Linked DNA regions of Mus musculus: all the other regions are linked to region 2. A link is a contact called in public HiChIP or PLAC-seq data. All regions are on one chromosome and are shown on one strand. Each heading gives the region's core, a stretch centred on a gene start, on an enhancer-like site or on the middle of the called end of the contact. The rest is flanking DNA. Distances are from core to core; before and after follow the strand shown. Region 1 overlaps Mrc1 (mannose receptor, C type 1). Region 2 overlaps Cubn (cubilin (intrinsic factor-cobalamin receptor)). Region 3 has its middle 9.5 kb from the start of Tmem236.

The links. HiChIP or PLAC-seq counts read pairs in DNA pulled down with a chosen protein or histone mark.
Region 1: a contact with region 2 is called in a FOXA1 HiChIP or PLAC-seq map of pancreatic cancer cells. The contact joins two enhancer-like sites. A contact is called at or near these places in 2 of 115 datasets of contacts at active chromatin or transcription factors (large pre-B cells and pancreatic cancer cells).
Region 3: a contact with region 2 is called in an HNF4G HiChIP or PLAC-seq map of pancreatic cancer cells. The contact joins two enhancer-like sites. A contact is called at or near these places in 2 of 115 datasets of contacts at active chromatin or transcription factors (microglia and pancreatic cancer cells).

What each region holds. Positions count from the first base shown.
Region 1 is chr2:14,277,492-14,281,732 of GRCm38.p6, forward strand. Mrc1 (mannose receptor, C type 1) reads left to right here. Exons shown (of 30, transcript NM_008625.2): 11 at 2,345-2,493. Among named protein-coding and RNA genes, the nearest start is that of Mir511, 19 kb to the left of the region's middle. Within about 2 kb of position 1,965, at least 29 of the 459 cell types and tissues checked have an H3K27ac peak or open chromatin away from gene starts, as enhancers often do. A contact at or near this core is called in pancreatic cancer cells, where this site is marked.
Region 2 is chr2:13,412,360-13,416,396 of GRCm38.p6, forward strand. All of the region lies in intron 27 of Cubn (cubilin (intrinsic factor-cobalamin receptor)), which reads right to left. Among named protein-coding and RNA genes, the nearest start is that of Cubn, 77 kb to the right of the region's middle. Within about 2 kb of position 1,397, at least 226 of the 459 cell types and tissues checked have an H3K27ac peak or open chromatin away from gene starts, as enhancers often do. A contact at or near this core is called in microglia and pancreatic cancer cells, where this site is marked.
Region 3 is chr2:14,163,038-14,167,104 of GRCm38.p6, forward strand. No RefSeq gene overlaps it. Among named protein-coding and RNA genes, the nearest start is that of Tmem236, 9.5 kb to the right of the region's middle. Within about 2 kb of position 2,789, at least 99 of the 459 cell types and tissues checked have an H3K27ac peak or open chromatin away from gene starts, as enhancers often do. A contact at or near this core is called in microglia and pancreatic cancer cells, where this site is marked.

The DNA of each region.
Region 1 (4,241 bases), core at 715-3,214, 870 kb after region 2:
TGAACTGGTAAGCTCTAGGTTCAGTGAGAGACCCAGACTCAAAATGTAAGGTGGAGAGAGATTAAGGAAGATACCCAACATTGATCTCTGGTTTTCATATGTGAAACACACACACACACACACACACACACACACACACACACACACACACACACACACACACACACAGATGCAGAGAGAGAGAGAGAGAGAAAGAGAGAGAGACAGAGACACAGACAGAGACAGAGAGACAGAGAGATCGAGCGTTATATAAGGATGCAGGTGAAGAGACAAACAGGGTGAAGTGGAAGACAAGGTAGTGGAAATTCCATCTTTTCTACTGACCTGCACCATCCAGGAATCCCCACCAGCTCAGCCATGTGGAACACTTTGTGAGCTGTTGAGAAACTCTATTACTTGAGAATACTGGCTAATAGACTAAGCAAGGAAACACAGCAGGTGCCAAGATTCTTCTGTGCCTCTCAGGGCTTACAGCCTTTCTCCCTCCAGGGTGTGGCACATAGATCCCTGGGATTGATAGGATGGGTCTTATCACTTATTACTAAGGAAGGCAGGTCAGAGGCCCAAAATTATGATCCCAACTTCCCAAATGTAGACTGTATTATCTGCAAATATTCTACTCATTCTTTCTATTCTTTTATCTTAGTTAACTAATTAAGTAATCAACTAAGCTTTGTTGGCTTGGCTAATAGAATGATAGGCTAAGAAAATCAAACAGAAAGTAGAGGGTTTTAAATTTGAACTTTAAGCTCTGAGGTTTCATTCATCTTTGAGGTTTACTTACTTCTTTGTTTTATTTTCTTTCTTACTCTTCTCAAAGCTTGGCTTATACATTCAAAAAACTTAAAAAAAATTCAAAAGTCACTGACATTTTATTGCTTCAGGGCAGACTCAAAACCCACAGAGTCCTGCTGATACTAAAAATCCTGTGATAAAAATAGATATCAGAGGATTGTGTTTCAAACTGCATCTTCCTCTCCCAGCAATGACATGCTAATATAAACATCTAACTACTAGAACACAGATATGTATTCTCTCAAGACAGAGCAGATGAATTGCTTAAATACCATGGATATACATTTGTGATTGATTGGTTAAAGAATCGTATACAAGAAGAGAATTACTCTTCATGTGTTCTCGTGTTCTCTGAGCTATTTGTATTTAGCTCTTTGTATTTAACTGTCATTAAATTTCCTTTTCATGTTTTAGAAAGTAAATTGTACTTATAGTGTTTTGATTGCTCTTTTTAGGCATCTGGAATTATTCGGACTATGGTTAAATATAACATCTGCCATTTTTATCAGGGCCCACAGTCCTCTTTGTTCTCCCTGGCTCTTGATGTTCCTGAAAATGCAGTGCCTATTTTTCTGAGACATTTCCGCCCAAGTTGCCTTCATTATTTCAAGTGTTTTTTTTTTTTTTTTTTTTTTTAAGCTAAGACAGATCTATAGCCTATCATCAGAAAGGGAAAGAAACAAGATGGTCCCAATTCGTGATTCTCCTTGATAACCCTATCATCTGTAATCAAGAATTGAGCAGGGCATTTGACCTGTGTAAAAAGTGGTCTGGTCATTTCAAATAATTTTTCCAACTGCTGTAGTTTTCTTCTTTGTATTTTCAAAGTTCTCTTAAATTTTGTGAAGGCTAGAGAGGCCAATATGAGAATGAGAGAACAATGTCTGAATGGATCAATCCACTCAGATAGATGGTAGTTTAACTTCATAAACTTACTTTTCCTTAGTGAAGACTATTATAATGTAAACGATATAAAGCTATGACTCCTGTGTGACTCTTTGTGGGAAGTTATGAAATGTTTATTCATGCCAGATCATAAAGGAAATGATTCCCCCCAGGTCCAGCTTGGGGAATCAGGGAGTTTACAGGGTAACTTACAGGAGTGTGAGCAAAGGTTACATATGTGGATATGAGTGATTTATTGGCAGCTCCCTCACTGGAAAGCCCACTTCAGCATGGGTGATGATTCATGAAGGCTGCATCCCTGACACGCCCTGAGCAATTTACACGTAGCTCTGTAGAAGAGTCTTGTCTCCCTAGCAATTATTTATTGCTTCTATAATCCCAGGAAGAGGCCCTGTGAGTCTTGTAACTTTCATAAACCTCCTGAGCTTTCTAAGTTCTTTAGCTTCCTGGATCTATGACATATGTTCTGTCTTTAAGAGAGAATGTTAGAATCCAGAGGAAATGGCTACAGAAGAGTAAAGCAATATTTGAATTTATCAATGAAACAATATCTCGGGTATAAAACTGAAATAATTTTCATGTTGATAATTTAAGAAATTTGCATAAATGTTTCTAAAGTTTAGTTACTTTAATTCTTTTAAAGATATGAACAAGCATTCCTGACTAGTTTGGTTGGATTGAGGCCTGAAAAATATTTTTGGACAGGACTCTCAGATGTTCAAAACAAAGGGACGTTTCGGTGGACTGTGGACGAGCAGGTGCAGTTTACACACTGGAATGCCGACATGCCAGGTATGCGGGAGCTGTGCTCAGGGCAGGTCTAGGGGTCTATGCTCAGGGCATTCCCTCATTCTTTCCAGCAGAGCCTGTCAGTCTTGCAGACACCTCTCCAATGCAGCATGCGAGTCAGTTGTGTTTAAGTAATCTTTGCATTTCTCTTCTCCCATGCCCTCCCATCCAGCTTTCAGTATTCTGGGGCAAAGAGGAAGAGAAAATTTTTAAGTAATTTGGTTCTGGTATATTTAAAGCAACGAAACATTTCAAGTGCTCTCAGGTGTTATGAATATTTGCCTAATTTCACAAAACGGGGCCCTATAGAAAGCAGATGTAAAACTTTTCAGTGGGGCTGAATATGAATATGGATGTCGTTGAATGGTGGGACCAATGCAAACGCTTATGGGGAATCATTAGTCCAATTTTTGCATTAACCCTTTACAAACATGGGATTTTATTTTATCTTTCCAAGAATAACAAGGGGGCATTTAAGTATCTTCTTTTAAAAGATGTAGAAATTGAAACTCAGGATTTATAGAACTAGAGATGCCCAAGCCTAGACTTATACTAATCTTGGCAGTAAGCTAGTCTGAGGAATCTGGTTTTGGACCAACCAGCTGCTTTGGTTTTTTGAATTGCTTTTGTTGACTGGAGACCCAAAGTAGACTCTAACAGACACTAAGAGCTTCTTTATCTTTATACACTGATGTTACTGGCAAATAATATTACTGACAATGCCATCTCTCAGACACTTCAATACCCTTTACAGAAAGCAAATCAGTGTGCCAGAATCACAATTCTATTCTAAGAATTCTATTCTATTCTAAGCTATTCGAGGAATAACCACTTAAGCGCATGGGTTTGCTACTTGGCTCAATACATCCTAATCTCCAGCTGTTAGTCAAATTTGCATGAGCAGCTTTGAGTGGGGAACTGATGTCACCACTCAGATTACACTGTTTGTACACCTGCTATTTGATTATTAAATCATTAAACACTGGAACTGTGAGATTCAAGATCACGTAAATGAACACATTCTCATTTTGTTTGTTTCAGTTTTGGGGAAAGTCACAGCTCTTACTGGGTAGCTTTACTTTGCCTTGGTTACTTACTCACCAGGAGGATTCTGAGTGATGAGCACTGGAATATCTTCAAGAATAAAAATCCATTAAACTAGAACCATAGCTCAGCTGTGACCACTGAGAGTCTTGAAGACAAAGTCTCTTGTTGTATAGTCCAGGGTTAGACTGGAACCTACAATGTAGCTGTTAGAGTTCCCTATGGCACTCACTATGTAGGCTGGGCTTAAACTCAAGATCCTCCCACTCTAGCCATCCATGTGCTGGCACCACAGCTTTGCGCTCAGGCCCCACTATCCTGTATCTACTTGATGGAAAGATGACTGAGTGCCCAAACATACAGCTTCAAGAACAAACAAGGCACCTGGGGCCTGACCTGATTATCAAGAAAGATGAATGAATCTTGTAGCCAGTGGGTCAGGGGATCAGAGCAGCCTCAGCTGTCATCTATTGCAGTAGCAGTCAGTTTCAGTGCAAGATCTAGGAATCTGAAAAAAGTCTCAGGGAATGGGGAGCTTTAGAGAAAATTAACTAGGAAGGATATGTCTCTTTAGAACTATGATAATAAACTTTTAAGTATTTAAAATCCTTTGAAAACTATTGATAAAATTATTAGCTCCTGTTAGCAGCAAGAATCTTGATGTTTTCTAACCTCTATGTAACTTCTTACTACAATGACCACAAAAC
Region 2 (4,037 bases), core at 147-2,646:
GCATGTATGTATGCATGCATGTGTGTATGCATGTGGGTATATAATGTCTCTAATGCTGCAATTGGAAATCTTCCCCATTTAAAAAGTTAAACCAGAATTCCTAACTAAGATTTATGATATTTAAAACTTAACCTTGTGACCAGCATTTCCTACCAGTGCAGTGTGCCTGTATGCATGATCCTCCCTGTGCAGTCTGCATGCACCCATGGTCCTCCCTTTGCAGTGTGCCTGTACCCATGGTCCTCCCTGTGCAGTGTGCCTGTACCCATGGTCCTCTCTTTGCAGTGTGCCTGCACCCATGGTCCTCCCTGTGCAGTGTACTCACAAGCATTGATAGTAGATGCCTCTGGACTTTTCTGCTTTGGGCTTAAGTATGGGAGGAAGAGAGGTGGAAAGTTGTGGGAAATAATGTCAAACTTTGTGCATGTAAAGGGATTTTTAAGTGGCTTAACGGTAGTTTGGGAAATTGTGGTAGGTTTTGTTCTTATTCATCTGAATCCTATGCTTCAAGTTCGAGAGGCTATGAGGAGCAGAGACCAGAGCTCTTTTGAACCAAAGGCTGGTTGTTTGAAGGCTGCAGCTCTGCATCATTTTATATAGCAAACTAGTCAGTTGAAAATTCTTCATCGTGAGGATGGTCAGAAAAGGGCAACGATTTTCTTTTCTTCTCCCAAAGACAGGGGTCTTAGGTAGCCAGTCTGATTGTAAATGGATCCTCCTGCCTCAACCTCTAAAGTGCTGTGATGTGTGTGTGTGTGTGTGTGTGTGTGTGTGTGTGTGTGTACCACCACTCTCTGTCTGAAAAGAATTTTGATCGCCTAAAAAATAAAGAATTCATATATTTTTATAATTTAAAAAAAATCGCCGGGAAGTGGTGGCACACACCTTTAATCCCAGCACTTAGGAGGCAGAGACAGGAGGATTTCTGAGTTCAAGGCCAGCATGGTCTACAGAGTGAGTTCCAGAACACAGCCAGGGCTACACAGAGAAACCCTGTCTGGAAAAACAAAACAAAACAAAAAAATCACATTTTACCCAGACAATTTTGGAGTCAACATCTTGTCTAAGATGCATCTTGGACTGCTTAATGACGTAAGAGAGATCAGCTTCATTGCTATACTTTTCAAAATTCTGAATGTGGATTATCCTAGTAGAAAGCTATATTCTCCCAGCTGGTATGGAGACAAAACTAAATGTCTGGCCTATAGAATGCACTTAAACTCACTTGTGAGTGGCAGGTGCTCTACTGTAAGCAGGGCTATTAGCAGACAGCTAACGTTGTGGAAGCCCACTTCCTCTAAAGGACTGTTCCAGGAAACATGACTCATCTGCTCAGGAAATGAGCAAGGAGGCGCGCCCTGATCAAAGAGTCAAACCCACTGTGGCTCACACACACAAAACCTCTTCTGCTTCTCTGCTTTGTTCTAACCAGGAAGGGAGCTTTTAATTACCAGGCTTCAGACAGAGAAGCTCTGTGGCTTTTGGAAGAAGGCTGAGAGGCAGAAGGAAGGAGCTGTGCTGTTCACACATGGGGACACTCTGTGTACAACTCTGTTATCATAAAGGGGAAAATGTTTGTAGACTATGGCTTTTGGGGTGGACACATAAGTATTTATGTGTGAAGGGTGTATTTTTGAGCACGTGGGTCTAAGCACATGTGAATGCTGCTGTGTGCAGGCCAAAGATCAACACTGGATGTCTTCAATTGCTCTCTACTCTGTTTAAGACAAAGTTTCTTCCCAATTTGACTAAGTTGGCTGGCCAGATCCAGGGATCCTCCTGTTTCCACATGCCTATCCCAGTGCTGGGGTTACAGAGATGTGAGGTGTACTATCACACCCAGCTTTTTACACAGGAGTCTGAACGCAGGTGCTCTTGCTTGTGTGACAAATACTTAGTAACTGAAACAACTCCCCAGGTCCCAAATACAGCTTTTGACAGTGCAAAAGGCTAGGGGCTGAACCATAGTCTGGGAGATTCTTTTTTTTTTAATATTTTTTATTACATATTTTCCTCAATTACATTTCCAATGCTATCCCAAAAGTCCCCCATACCCTCCCCCCCCCCACTTCCCTACCCACCCATTCCCATATTTTTGGCCCTGGCGTTCCCCTGTACTGGAGCATATACAGTTTGCGTGTCCAATGGGCCTCTCTTTAGTCTGGGAGATTCTATTCATGCTAGAATAATAATGCACTGTTTATGGGCATGTGTCCTATGCTGGGCATTACTGGGGGTTAAAATGCCTAGCAACTCTGCAATGAAGTCTCTACAAACTGAGGTGAGTGCAAGTGTAGTTAATGCAGAATTGTGAAATGCATCAATGATGCAAAGAAAACTGATTGTTTTCTTCACCCCAATTTTCTTTCTAAAAGCCAAAAAATGTTAAATTGTAGCAAATATACTCATTCTTTGTTAAAGGATTATAGAGAAGCACGGAGCAGTTTTTAAGGCCGTTACTAACAGTTTCCAAACCTTCAATGTGTCAATGGAACCTCTCCATTCTGTTTCCTCAAAGAGCTTCAGTTAAATCAGTAGACTAGAATATGGGTGTTGTCATTTCTCATTTATACTTTGTGCAAGGTGCCAAGATGCATCGAGGAAGCTGGCTGCAGTCATCAGCAAAAAGAAAAGGAAGAATTCTAAACGAGGGGCCACTAATTCCCTCCGCCTGCAGGATGGATGCACTATGAATCCCTATGGCTGGCTCAGGAGCTCTGCTTCGATTAGTACCGCGAACAGCAGTTAGCATTGTTTGCTGTGTGCTAGGCCCTGTTCTCATTCTTTGTGTGTATTAGCTCATTTACTTTGATTGTTCCATTTTACTGAGGGAAATGACACCCAGAGACTGAACAACCCATCCATGGTTATTCAAGCTTAGATTTAAACCCAGGCTTACTGGCTCTAGAATCTTCTTTCTAAACCGTCATGCTCTACTGAGCAGCATAGAAAGGACTGAGCAGGTCTGCAATAGAGCCCGATGCTTAAGGGTCACTTCTAGCCAGGGAATATTTGAGGAACATGAAGCTTTATTCTTACCACCCCACAGCTGTCAGCAGGCTCAACTGATTTGATTAAACCCTCCTTGAACAGATTTGATTCTAATAATGGGCTCCTCAACTGCACAAGTAAGAAATTTCATTTCCAATGATATTTTTCAAGGAGAACTAAAGAAGACTACTATTAGACTGACAACAGAATTTCTGGATCTTGAGAGATTGTTCGGGAACCCTGCATGGAAGCAGTTGTATGGACATGTGACCAGCAGTTATGTGCAAATACAAACATGTTTTTTCATTTCCCTTTTTGGAGAGGTTAGGAAAAAACAAACTTTAACTGGATAGAAACTTCTGTCTTTAAACAGATTCCAAGAGAGAAAGAGAAGACAAAATCCTAAGCAGAGCTGCATCTGTGGACTAAGGGGACGTGGAAGTCAAAGGCCACCCACAGAGAGCTCTGGGGCTGCTGAGGATTCTAGCTCTCTGCTGGGGGAGGAGACAGATGCCACTGGGCTGAGCTGCTGGTTAGCTGGAGGAACACAGATGGCATGTTCAAGAGAGGGATACTGCACTAAGGGTGAAAAACATCTTCCTCAAATGTCCAAGAATGAATGCTAAGTTCTCTCTGCAAGGATGGAAGAAGAGTCAAGAAAGCAATTCTAGAATGTTCTTAAAAGTCCTCAGTTTGAACATTATTTCTCCACAGCAATATGGGGCTTTGCCCCATCTCCTCCGCTTTCCACCTCAAGCCCAATAATGGATCTCCATATTATTTGAGTAGCCACAATCATTTTTAAAATATACAGATCTGAAAACAGCATGGTGGTACTTGCCTGCAGTCATTACACTCACCAGGCTAACACAAAAGAATTAGGAGTTCACGGCCAACCCTGGCTCAACAACTGCCCCCCCCTCAAAAAAAAAAAAAAAAAAACTCAACCAAAACAAACCAAAATAAAACAAAACAAAAAGCACACACATGTTCAATAAGGGAAATATTACACTATGAAAATATCTATTTGATCATGCTATTTCTTT
Region 3 (4,067 bases), core at 1,539-4,038, 750 kb after region 2:
AAAGGGTATGCATGGTATGTATTCATTGATTAGTGAATATTAGCCAAAAAGTACAGAAAACGTAGAATACTACCCATGAATCATAAGAAGTGTAACAAGAAGGAAGGCCCAAGTGAGGATACTTCAATCCCTAATTAGAGCTTGGACTGAAGCCTTTATCCTCATCTGAAGGACTTAAAGGGGGAAGAAGTAGGACTTGTCTGAGAAGGTGAAGAGGAAATGGTCCTTGGGGTGTGGCTCTGAGTTATCCGATCCAATGTCCACTGATATCAGTGTGCCAGGTTTACATAGAGAGGTGAAACTCTATCTCTCATCTCTATCTTATTTCCATAAGACTCACAGCTTTAGACTAACTTTTATTATATAATTTTAAGTTTTATTTTAGTTTTTTTTTCCAGTGCTAAAGTGTAAACTCAGGGACTTGTACATGTGTTCAAAATCTGAGTTAGATTATTTCCTAGAACCTTCGTTTTTACAAAGGCCTATTTTTAGAGGATCAACTCTAAAGCCAGCCTTAGCCAGAAACCAAACATGTGCCACTTAGGGAGCATTGCTTCATAGGCAGACTGCTTTGAAATTGTTTCAAATACATCAGTCAAGTTGACTGCATGTTTTCTGAGTCTATGGTCAATCCTACTGAGTGCTTTCAAGATTTTAAGCTTGAACAAAAATTGGACCAATTAAGTCCTCAACTGTGGGAGTTTGGAAAACTCAAGCTTATGAATTTGGGAGTGAACTCATGTTAATTGATGAGGGATGCAAGCACATTTAGGTAAGTTTCAATTGACTAAATCCATCACTCTGAAGTCATAAAAGGTGAACTTGGGTCATTGTCATCTCCTGAAAAGCAACATTTAACTTCCTTCCTTCCCTGCCTTCCTTCCTTCCTTCCTTCCTTCCTTCCTTCCTTCCTTCCTTCCTTCCTTTTTCTCTTTCTTTCTTCATTTTTTTCCCTTTGCTCTTGTGTTTCATAGTCTTGAGCAGCCATCCTTTGCAGTGGTGAGGGGTTATATGGAGAGATGGGAAGATGTTGTTTTAGTTTTCTCCTTTAAGACCTATGGCATCATGAAAGGAGATCATTTAAAAATATCAAGGCTTTCTTTGCATTTTTTTTTTTTTTTTTTTTTTTTTTACTTCAGGAAGAGTCCATTAGGAAAGGGCTTCCAAAGGGACTATGGCATTGCTCTGGCTTTATACAAAGGCTAAGGTTATTTGCTACCTGAACAGATGAAGCTATGCATGATCACATACTAAATTTAGGATAGTGTAAACTCTGAGAGCATAACATCAGTGGAGGGCAGAGAGCGCATGGGGTCATGAGCTTATTGCAATGACTTCTAGTGATTTATTTGGTCACACCTGCTTATGAGGCTCAGCAAGCTTTAGAAATTGTAAATTAGGCCCAGGACCTTGTTTCCACCTCTTCCCCAGGCTCTGCAGATCCAGCGTGATCCAAGAGAAGTGTCACTGTTACCATCTCTGACTTTATGCACCTCAACACCATGTGATCTCAGGAAGCCAACTCCAGAACATTCTTGGCAGTTTGTCCATTTTATTTCCCAGACCTTCTGCTGAAAACAATGAATGAACCTCTAGATTACAAATGCTCTCGCTGACAATTTTAGAGACTTTCAGTTTTTGACTTCCTGCCTGTAGGAAGGAAATGGCAGTTGGCAGTGTGGACAACAGGTGCTTCTCTGGCCGGAATGATATCTTCTGCTTACTAAAATAAAAAGCACTGCATCAACAGTCCTACATGGAAGTGAATTCAAAACCACAGGGGCCAGCCATTCCACCACAGATCCAGCTTCAGAGACCAAATGTGTTCCCTGTCAGGAAGTTCTGACTCCCTGCCTGGCAGGCGAGTGCAGACTGAGGCACATCACAAGCCTCTCAGATCCGTGTTGGACTCTTTCAAATAAAGCATTTGGGAGATTTGAAAATGGCCTTTGCATGCCTTCAGGTTGCTTTGGTGCAGTTGCATGGCAGATTCGTCAGGGAACTTAGGAGGGAAGGCATCAGGACTTTGGTAAACAGTTGGAGGGTTTGTGAAGCCCTCTTGCATCTCCCCATGACTCTCTCCAAATCCAGCCCTGGCATTGTTTCCTCCTCATAGCTTAGTGTTATCATAATGGTATTCTTTTCTGCTGCCAAGCGAGCTGGTGGCTCTTTCAGATATTTTCCCTGCCTGCTAATCTATTAGTTATAATTCGGGCCAATGAGACAATAGAAGGTGAAGGCTAAAATCACTGGAGCTTGTGTCTTGGGCCAGATAAGCACCAGGCAGTTCTCTCCTGGGCACCTTTGTTAGTGCTCACATCTGTTTTTGAGGGCACACATGCTGGGAAAATTTGAGAGACACCATAGTATTGGCATCTATGAAGCTTGTCAGTGTCTAACACTAGGCATGAAATTATTTGTGTAAACCCACCCCCCACCCCCACCCCATGATTTTGTCTTCCCTCTCTGGCCTTGGGACTCTAAAGAGCCTTGCAATGGAGGAAGGAGACATAGGAGGTGTAAGTATGACCAAGCAAATAAACAAGCCTGTGGTCTGAGTGAGTCCATTACACAGGACAGATGGTTCTCTATTGATTTCTCTTGCAGTGTGAGGAACAGCATTCCCTTGGAATAAAGGAGCCCTCAGCCATGACTGAAGGCTGTGTCTTCTGGAGCTGCTCTGTGCTCCCCTTCATGTCCTCACTCATCCCTCCCACAAATGTGTGCTAAGAGCCCGTGCTGTGCTGGGCCCTGTGCAGAGAAATGATGACTCAAAGCTTAGGGCAGATGTTTCCTGCTTTCAAGGAGTGTATGGACTTCCTGGAGATCCAGCCTGCAAACCAGGATGTAGATAGCTATAGCTGTGAGCAGAGAGGGTTTCCAACAGCGTCTGGCACACAGGAGGTACTGCTGCATTCTTCTTGGAGAAAGTGCCTTGAGAAAGGCTGGGCAGGAGAAAGTACTTATAGTGAGCTCTGCTGCAGGATGCCTGTGACATGTCTCAACTCCTCTACAAGAGCAACCCAGCAACCAGCTCAATCCAGGAGGTGGTCTCCATGCCTTTGTCCTGCTTAATGTTGGCTGTGTGGCTCTTTGCTTCTGTTTAATATTTCCACTCAGAGGTTAAGTGGAAGTGAAATCTGTTTGTCTAGCTTCTGCCCAAGGAGAAGTGAGGGAAGTAAATTAGTAAATGAAAGCATGTATATATATATATATATATATATATACTTTTAATGTAATTGCAATAATTATTTTAAAGTTATCTTTGTTTTATACGTATGAGTGTTTGGCTGAAGTGTATGCTTGTGTAGCAATGCATACCTTGTTTCTTTGGAGTCCAGAAGAGGGTGTCAAATCCCCTGAAACTCGAGTCGCTATGAGTCATGTGGGTGATGAGAATCAAACCCAAGATCTTCACAAGAGCAGCAAGCACTCCTAACTGTTGGGCCATCTCTCCTGCCCACTTGCACTGATTTTAAAATACATTTTTCTGAATCTAAAATTATCTTCTAAATTTTTAGATTTATGAACCATTTAGATAATGGCAATACTAATGAAAAGGTTTATTATTATTATCTCCCTCGAATACTGCTCTCCCCCATTTCCCAGACACAATGGTATTAGTTTGATGAATATCTTTCTAAATTTTAAATTTATATGAATATCTAAAACTACAACAATTTAAAGCAAAGATGAGGTTGTGTTCCCAAGAGTTAACCAGTGTCTGCACCTTACTGCTTCTATCTCCTCTCAGCTCTGTTGGCCTCCCCGACAGTCTTACAACAAAGGCATTTCAAAGGAGATGCCTTTCCATTCCCTCAGGCAAAGATAACTCTGCAGCACTAAGCAGAGCCTGCTCTAAGTCAGGAGGAAGAGCAGTCGAGGTCCAGACCTACCTCAGAGAATGGCCTTGCACTTCTACACGTTTTTTCAATGTTGTGTTTTCTTATGAAACATCAGCCTTTCGCATGTGTCAGTTCTGAAGGTTCTTTATCCATTACATTTAAGTTTTGCTTCTTTTTCTTAATGCTCATAGTGAGCAGTGTGTGTGTGTGTGTGTATACGAT